2 separate regions of the Mus musculus genome follow, and region 2 is linked to region 1. Evidence: chromatin contacts called from public Hi-C data. All regions are on one chromosome and are shown on one strand. The core of a region is the stretch at or near the end of the contact, and the rest is flanking DNA. Distances in the headings are between cores, read along the strand shown. Region 1 holds the start of Smg7 (Smg-7 homolog, nonsense mediated mRNA decay factor (C. elegans)). Region 2 holds the start of Tor1aip1 (torsin A interacting protein 1).

Evidence for each region. Hi-C and Micro-C count contacts between places; a contact is called where the count stands out from the background.
Region 2: a contact with region 1 is called in a Hi-C map of uterus, with 7 times the contacts expected there. The contact joins the promoter of Tor1aip1 here to the promoter of Smg7 in region 1. A contact is called at or near these places in 3 of 484 Hi-C or Micro-C datasets (CD4 T cells, rod photoreceptor and uterus) and 1 of 9 other capture datasets (liver).

What each region holds. Positions count from the first base shown.
Region 1 is chr1:152,900,606-152,904,505 of GRCm38.p6, reverse strand. It overlaps Smg7 (Smg-7 homolog, nonsense mediated mRNA decay factor (C. elegans)), which reads left to right and starts at 1,860. Exons shown (of 23, transcript NM_001160256.1): 1 at 1,860-1,997. The coding sequence starts at 1,969.
Region 2 is chr1:156,034,695-156,038,481 of GRCm38.p6, reverse strand. Tor1aip1 (torsin A interacting protein 1) reads left to right here and starts at 2,002. Exons shown (of 10, transcript NM_001160018.1): 1 at 2,002-2,724. The coding sequence starts at 2,247. Tor1aip2 (torsin A interacting protein 2) reads right to left here and starts at 2,818. Exons shown (of 7, transcript NM_172843.4): 1 at 2,374-2,818.

The DNA of each region.
Region 1 (3,900 bases), core at 611-3,110:
AGCGATTCTTTAGGCAGCATGGAAAAACCGGAAGATATCAGGTACCCAAACCAAAACCAAGATCCCATTGAAAATGCTGGTTTTAACTATACAGTGAGGACTGCGTTCTTGGATCTTATTCTAAAACACTTTAGGATAGCTGCTTATATAACTTTCAACATCAATTGAAAATAAAACCTGTAAAATATCAATAATTACTTCATTCCATCAGAATGACTTATTCTACACGATTCCACATCATCAGGATCCATTATTTCTATTTTAACCCTAAACCTGACACAAAATGCTTAAAATATTCGTTCTCAAAATGGAAAATTATTTTCTTAAACTCCCTCATGCAGATAAATCTAGATACTTTTTTTTTATGGCAAGTTCTAAAACACTGCAGATGTTTTTGAGGAGGGGGTCTTTGGAGATCAACCTTCGATGACGGAGCGTCTTTTCTCTCTGAGGGTACCTCTGGAAAGAACGTCATCAGCCTTTCTGATCGCTCTCCATTCTAAATGCCTAAGAACTGCGTGTTAGCCTCCTAGGCTGGGTTCGAGCTCTCACTAAGTCGCCTACGGGAGGTCTCGCCGGTGATATCGAGTAGGAATTAGGCAAGGGTCGACCGGCTACAAAAAGTCGAACATTCGCGATCGCCGGAGCCGCATCTCGGTTGTCATGTGCCCGTCTCTTCCCTTAGGGACCCGCTTCTGGCGGGATCCCGCTGCCCAGCCTCAAACAGTGGTGGGGAAGCCCCTTCCCTTTCCTCTGACTTCGCAGCATCGCCCTCGCTTTCTCGTTCCCACCCACTCGCCGCCGGCCTTCATAACCTGCCTTTTCTTCTCGGGCCCGGCCCTCTCCCTACCCGGCTCAGATAGGCAACGATGGAGGTGGTTTCCACCCTTGGGGGACTGGCAATGCCTAAAATGAATGCTTCGGGGTCTCCCCCAATTTTTGCTGGGAGAGTAAGGGAGGAAGAAATGGACTTTCCTACTCGGATAACCATTTCGACTTCTGGCTTTTAAAAAGGCAGGGAATCCAAGTGGGGAATCCTGGGCAGTTTCCAGGGAACCCGTTTCTCTACGGGAGGGTCACCCTGTCTACACACGGCAGTTACTATGACAATACAACCACAGCCTCCAGTTTCCATGGCAGCGGCCTGCCCAATCGGATTGGTTTTCCTTTCTATTTCTCCCTGGGCTCCGCCCTATTCCCCCCCCCCCCCCCAACCTTCTCCCAGAGTGCCCGGGGAGGGGCGGCTGAAACGGGGGAGGCCTCTGCGTCACTCTCCGGCGCGCGAGGGGACGACCGGAGTCGAGGAATTGGCGGGCGGAACTGTAGGAGGAAGGGGTGGCGTTTCCGGCGGGGAAAGTGGAGGAGTGGGAAAAAAAAAAAAAAGAAAGAAGGAAGGAAGTGAGAAGTGGGCGGGTGGCCGGGCGGAAGGCTTTGAGTGTGACTCCGGGCTGCTCTGGGCTCGATGTCCGCGGTGAGCCGGGGGCCGCCCCCGCGCCCGGGAGGAACAGGACGGAGCCTTAGGAGGCCGCCGGGCACCAGCACCGGATCGTTCGGCCGGCGCGCGGGCACCGCACCGCTCGCCGATCCCAAGAGGGAGCGCTACAGAGCGGCGGAAAGCACCCAGAGGGACCGGCGCTGCTGAAGTCTCGCGAGAGCGAACCCGACTTCCTTCCTCTGCTTCTCCCCTCCTCTTTCCCCGCCCCTTTCCCCTTCTTTTTCCCCCCCCCCTCCGGAGCCGGAGCGTCCCTGCGCCCCACAGGCCAGAGCCGCAGCCGCTGCCGGAGCCGCTCCCCCCAACTCCCTCCCCCTCGCCTCACTCACTCTCCCCCCCCCCCACCCCGCGCCAAGCGAGGAGGAGTCGGAGGAGAGGAAGATGGCGGCGACCGCCAGCACCCGCGGGGCCGCGGGGCCGCTCCGAGGAGCCTGAGAGACCCACGGAGGCTTCGCGGCGAGACGCGGCGGCGGAGGATGAGCCTGCAGAGCGCGCAGTATCTCCGGTGAGCGCCGGAGCTTGGCCGAGGCGTGGTGGCGACGGGGGAAGGGGAGGCTCTCGGGGGGCCGAGGACCGGCGGACTCGGAAGCGGTGGGGGAGTCGCGGCGTCCTTCTGTCCCCAGGGCGGGGAGGCCGAGCGCGGGGCCGAGCGGGCGGCTGCGGGAGGGGGCGGGCACACACATGGCTGCCTGGCCCCCGGGAAGCCGGGCGAGCCGCGCTCCGGGGGAAGCCGGGCGAGGAGCGGAGGGAGGTTGGGGAAGCGGGAGACGAGAACGTGTGTGTGAGTGTGTGTGTGTGCGTGTGCGCGCGCGCGCGCGCGCCTCTGGTCGCAGGCTGCGGGGCCGGGGTAGGGGAGAGGAGAGCCGGCAGCGACCCAGAGTCGAGGTGGGTGTGAAGGGGTCTGGAGCCCACGGCCCGGGAAACGTGGTGTGCTGGCCGGGGCGATGCAGGAGAGAGGAGGATGGAAGTCGGCACACCTGGGGGTTGGGAGGGCGCATTCTGGAGGGCAAATGAGAGGAAGGGGAGCCCGCAGGAAACGCGAGCTTGTTCTTTAGTCGCGGGCTGGAAGGAGGAGAAATAATGCCTTCTGTCCAGAGTTAGAGGGGTCGGAGAGCCCGGAAAGGGGGAAAAAGGATGGGGAGACGAGGGAAGAGGGAGGTGCTACGAACAAGGTGATGTTCTCGAAAGAAACTGTAGTTGGAAGATACCATTCTGAGAGTCGTGTGCATTCATTAGGTGCGATGTAAGGAACTTGTATGAAGGAGATAGAGTGACCCATGGGTACTGGGGGTGCGTGCGTGTGTATGTGTATGTGTGTGTGTGTGTGTGTGTGTGTGTGTGTGAGTGTCTGGGGTAAGGGAGGGGAAGCAGGGATTGATGCACACTTAAAGAAGACTCACATGCATTAACACCGACGTCGAGAACATTTTGAATGGAAAGACAGCAGCTGGTGTGCAGTCAGAATAGTTTGACGGATTTTGAGTGAGAGCTTGGAGGAAACTAGAGGGGAAAATACAGCCTTCACAATGGGAAATAAGGTTGCTAGTGCCTGAGGCTAATGGAGGAGTTGCTAAGACTGGGAACTTACAAACTGGCCTTTTTGTCTTTCAGGAACAGTGTTTTTCTTTTAAATAGCAGGTCTTATTTGGGAAGATACTTTTAAAAAGTGAGTTGAAACCTTGAGGAGAAGAGAATTGAATGGGTAGATAACTGAGTAAGATTTTCTTTAGCTGTTTAGACATAAGTGATGTGGAAGTCGATGTGTTAAGAGTGGTCCCATATATATATTTATATTGCAAGAGAATTGATGTTGTTCTGTGGTAAACAGAGTGGCTATTCTGTCTTTGAAAGTAGTTATTCATTACACTGGAGAGAGAGTGGTGGGATCTCTGAATCTTTGATGCATGAATTCCAGAGTTTAGCACAATGTGTATGCCTGATATTATAAGGTGGCATTCTCTTTTTTTTCCTCTGTTACCCTTATTACTGCATTAAGTAAACTTTACAGTGAGCTGTGAATATATAGGTGCAGTAGAAAAAAATAGAAACTACCAGGACAGTTCTTAATCTTAAGGAAATTACATGATAATATCCAGTGTGTGAGTAAATTAATAGCACAGACTAATGTAGCTATCACCACAAAAAGGTACCATGTTTTTGAGTCCTAGATGACCTGAGCAGTTGAGGGAAATAGGAAAGGCTCTCTTTGTTCATCTGCTCTTTCTACTCCTATGATTCATTGATTGGTTGGTTGTTCACCTGTAGGTAAGGCATTGTACCAACTGCTAAGAATAGAGAGTAAGGACTCCACCCTCTTACAGAACTTACTAGTTTGTTAGGTTTTAGAAGAAAAGAACACTTAAACTTTTATAAGGATGGACTCTTCCTGACAGCTGTGGATTAAGAAA
Region 2 (3,787 bases), core at 753-3,252, 3.1 Mb before region 1:
GGCATACTTGGTATACAGGCATACATGCAGGCAAAACACCTATACACAATTTTCTTTTTAATGTAAAAGTTGCTTAATTTAGAGAGCCAATATAAAGAACACAGGATTTCTAGAAATAATTTTGTCAGATACACATACCAGTTAATACCAGTTTATTTTTGTGCATCTGTCTTCTCTAACATATGGCAAATTCTCTAAGTAAAACTCTTCATTCTTCCACATTTTTCTAGTTCCCAAAGAAACTGTTTTAAGTTCAAAGCTCAGATCGTCACACTCATGGCCCAGAAAGATCTCTTATAATACTGGAAATGAATCTACTGTCTATAATAATCTTTTAGAATATATTCAAGGCTGGCTCAAAAGAGGTTGGAAAACACCTACAGCAGAATATCTGGTTTGACAAGAATTTGGCTTTAACTCATAGTAATCCAAGTTTGTTTTTTGCAAAGTTGTTAGGTGTGGGTGACAGCTTCTAAAGATGACACATACCTATGACCTAGGCAAGAGGGAAAAATCCTAAGCAAATCTATGTTAAATGCGAAGTTAACTGCCTCTAAACTTTAACATCCTTATTTTTTCTTTGAAAAAGCCACTCATAAAACTACTTTATAAGTACTTTTAATTACAAAACAAAGCACATGCCAATTATCCAATAATCTTTGTAACCTCTCATTTTCTCTGATTGACCAATTATGTATAGAACCTCTTCACTTTCTTTTTCATGTATCCTTCAAACCAGAGTTTAACAAGCCAGCACCCAGGTGTCTTTAGTCATCTGTTGCACACACTGCCTTATGAGCTTAGAATATAAACACTACAAAAATTTATATCCTTTCACTGCTGTACATCTATTAAAGAATTTTTGTGATTGTTGACTGTGTAAATAGGCACTTTACAAACAAAGCATTACTGGAAAAGACACAAGCCAAACATTACCAAGTTATCAGTACTTCTCAGCGTTTTGTAGAAAAAAAAAAGCCACACCCAGTTTTCAGGCTACCACGAATGAGTATCACTTTCGTTTTTCCTTAAGTTTTGTTTTCTAAAAAAGTGCTACCAAGTGTGGTGGCCCACACCCTTAATCCTAGCGTTTGGGGAGCAGCGGCAGGTTGATCTCTGTGAGGCTGAGGCCAGTCTAGTCTACAGTTCCAGGACAGGCAGAGATCACCCTCCCTCCCTCCTTTCACTCACTTACACACACACACACACACACACACACATCTTTAAAAAAAGGGCAGCTGTCTCCTTATGGCTCCCCTTCTTTGTAGTTAATAAACAATGCTAAATGAAGCTCCAAACATGACTCTTGAGTCATCTGTGTTGCTGACCAAATTTATAGACTATTTGTGAAAATTCTAGTAACTGGGAATTTGTCTAAGTTTGAGTAACAACTTAAGGTCATTATTTAAAATACTGGAAAAAGGCAAATACTTTTAAGTTTTTTTTCAAAATCACTGTTATGTGGCTTCCAAATAAAAACTCAAAATCGATTTTTTTTTTTTTTAGGGCTAGGGTATAGCTTATTGGTATACCATTCACGTGAAAATTCAAGAATATGGTTGATATGGCTACGACTCAAAAATGGAAACACACCCCAAGAGTGTAACTAAACACAATTTTAAAGGGTCAACAGGTGAATAAAAATTTTAAACTGGGTAAAAGCAATTTCATAAAGGTCCATGAAACTATAATTTTCGCCATAAGATGACATGCAGAATTGCCTTTCTGATCATTTCTCCTCCCAGGGACATTTGAAAAGGAGTGGCCAAAGTAGCAGGGGAACTGCGCAACAGCTTGGGATCAAGGACTGAAACTTGCCCTTTCCCAAAGCCTCTGGGAGCCAGGACCAGCGCCCCCGGTGGTGGGCAACTGGCCATCAGCAGCTTGGCACAGGCCACTTGTCCTACCACCTCCTGGTCGCCCCCACCTTTCCCTCCAAGGCCAAGGACAGAGACGTCCTCCTCCCCCTTCTCCTCCTCTTTGGTGCCTTCAGCCAGGAGGCGGGAGTGACCCGCAGCAGCTGACCCAGCTCGGGCACTGCCTCTCCGACAGCCCTCAGGACACACCATGGGCCTGGAGGCTGGTTGGTGGCACACGAGCGAGGACGCAGGCGGCGGCCCCGGCGACTCTCAACTGCCTCCCTGACCACTGCGACAACCTCCCCGAAGCCATCGCCACTACCCGCAGCGGAATCTATCTGCGGCCAATCTATCGCCACGAACCGACTACCAGCTACGTAAACAACTATGGCGGGAGAAAGGTGGCAGGCCGAGGGGCCCGGAGAAGGTTGGGCCATCTACGTCACACCCAGAGCCCCCATCCGGGAGGGAAGGCGGAGGCTCGACCCGCGAAATGGCGACAGCAGTGACGCGCCTGCGTACGGAGCTCACCCGTCGCGCCGCGGACGACGGGAAGTGAGGTTTTCAGAGGAGCCGGCAGAAGTGTACGGCGACTTCGAGCCCCGGGCGGCCAAAGAAAGGTCTCCGGGGGGGAGACGAACCCCGCCAGAAAAGTTCCGGCCGGCTTCTGCGGGAGAGGAAGTGAGAGAAAGCGCTTACAACCTTCGCTCTCGACCACGGAGGCAGCGGCGAGCCCAGGAAGCCGAGGAGATGAAGACGCGGAGGTCTGCTCGCCTTGAGCAGCACTCACAGCAGCCGCAGCTGTCTCCGGCCACGAGCGGCCGAGGGTTACGGGACTCTCCGTCCTCCAGTGAGGACCGCGAAGGTAACAGTCTCGGCTGCGGGCTCGGGAGCGCGCGCGGCGGCGGGCACGCGGCGGCAGGCGCGCCCCCGTGGAGGCCGGCCCCGCTCCGGCCCCGCCTGGGTCCTGGTGATTTCTGCGGCCCTTTGGGCGCGCACTCCCGGATTGAGTCCACCCGGACCCTCAAGAGGGAAGGACGCAGTGGGCCGCGCGGGAAGGTGGTGGTGCGAAGTGACCCGAGCGGAGGCGGGCAGCTCTGCCTAGTCCTGGAGCTTCAGTTTGGGGGGTCTAGGTCTCCTCTTTCTGTAGGCTTTTGCTAGAGGTCGGCGGCTAAGCCATTGTCGGAGCCCCAAACTACTCTGCGCTCGGTTTCATTTCCGTCCTCTGAAGTTTCTACTGAAGCCACTTCCATTTCCTTTTTTTTTTTTTTTTTTTTTTTTTTAAATCTCGGGGGCCCCAAGTCCCCAGCTGAAAATCCTGTTTTTAAGTTAACTTTCCAGTCGGTTTCTTTCGTTTTTTTTTTTTTTCACCAAGATTGGGAAAACGAGATCATTTCTAGGCGGATGCTACGAGGAGTAGCTGACTTTAATGAATGGGTTGGTGACATTACTCCAAATACAGAGTCTGGTCTCTGCCAGACTTTCCCCCCAGATTGGAGGCCATCACGGTAATCTTAAGTAGCTAAACAAGTCAAGACTGACAAACTACTGAAACAAAACAAGGTTCTATTTATTAGTAAAGCTTATATATGAAGCCCCAGATGCCAACAGGGTGTGTACTATAGTTTTAGTTAAGTCACACAGATGAACCAAATTCTTCAAGCCATCCTCTTATTCCCTGCACTCGGATATAACTGAGTCACAGGTGGTTCCAGTAAGCCCCATGTCAGTCACCTAATTATGAGGTAAAATTCTGAGGGTTAGAGTCACAGTGGGATGGCCTCCCTAATACATTTGATGCATCTGAACAGGAGTGGATTTAAAGCTTAGAGCACAGTAAACTGGCTTGCAGATTTACCTACTTGCCCTTAAAGTCCTGACACACTTGAAGATCTGTTCATTTGGGAAACTTTATGCTAGAGATGTGC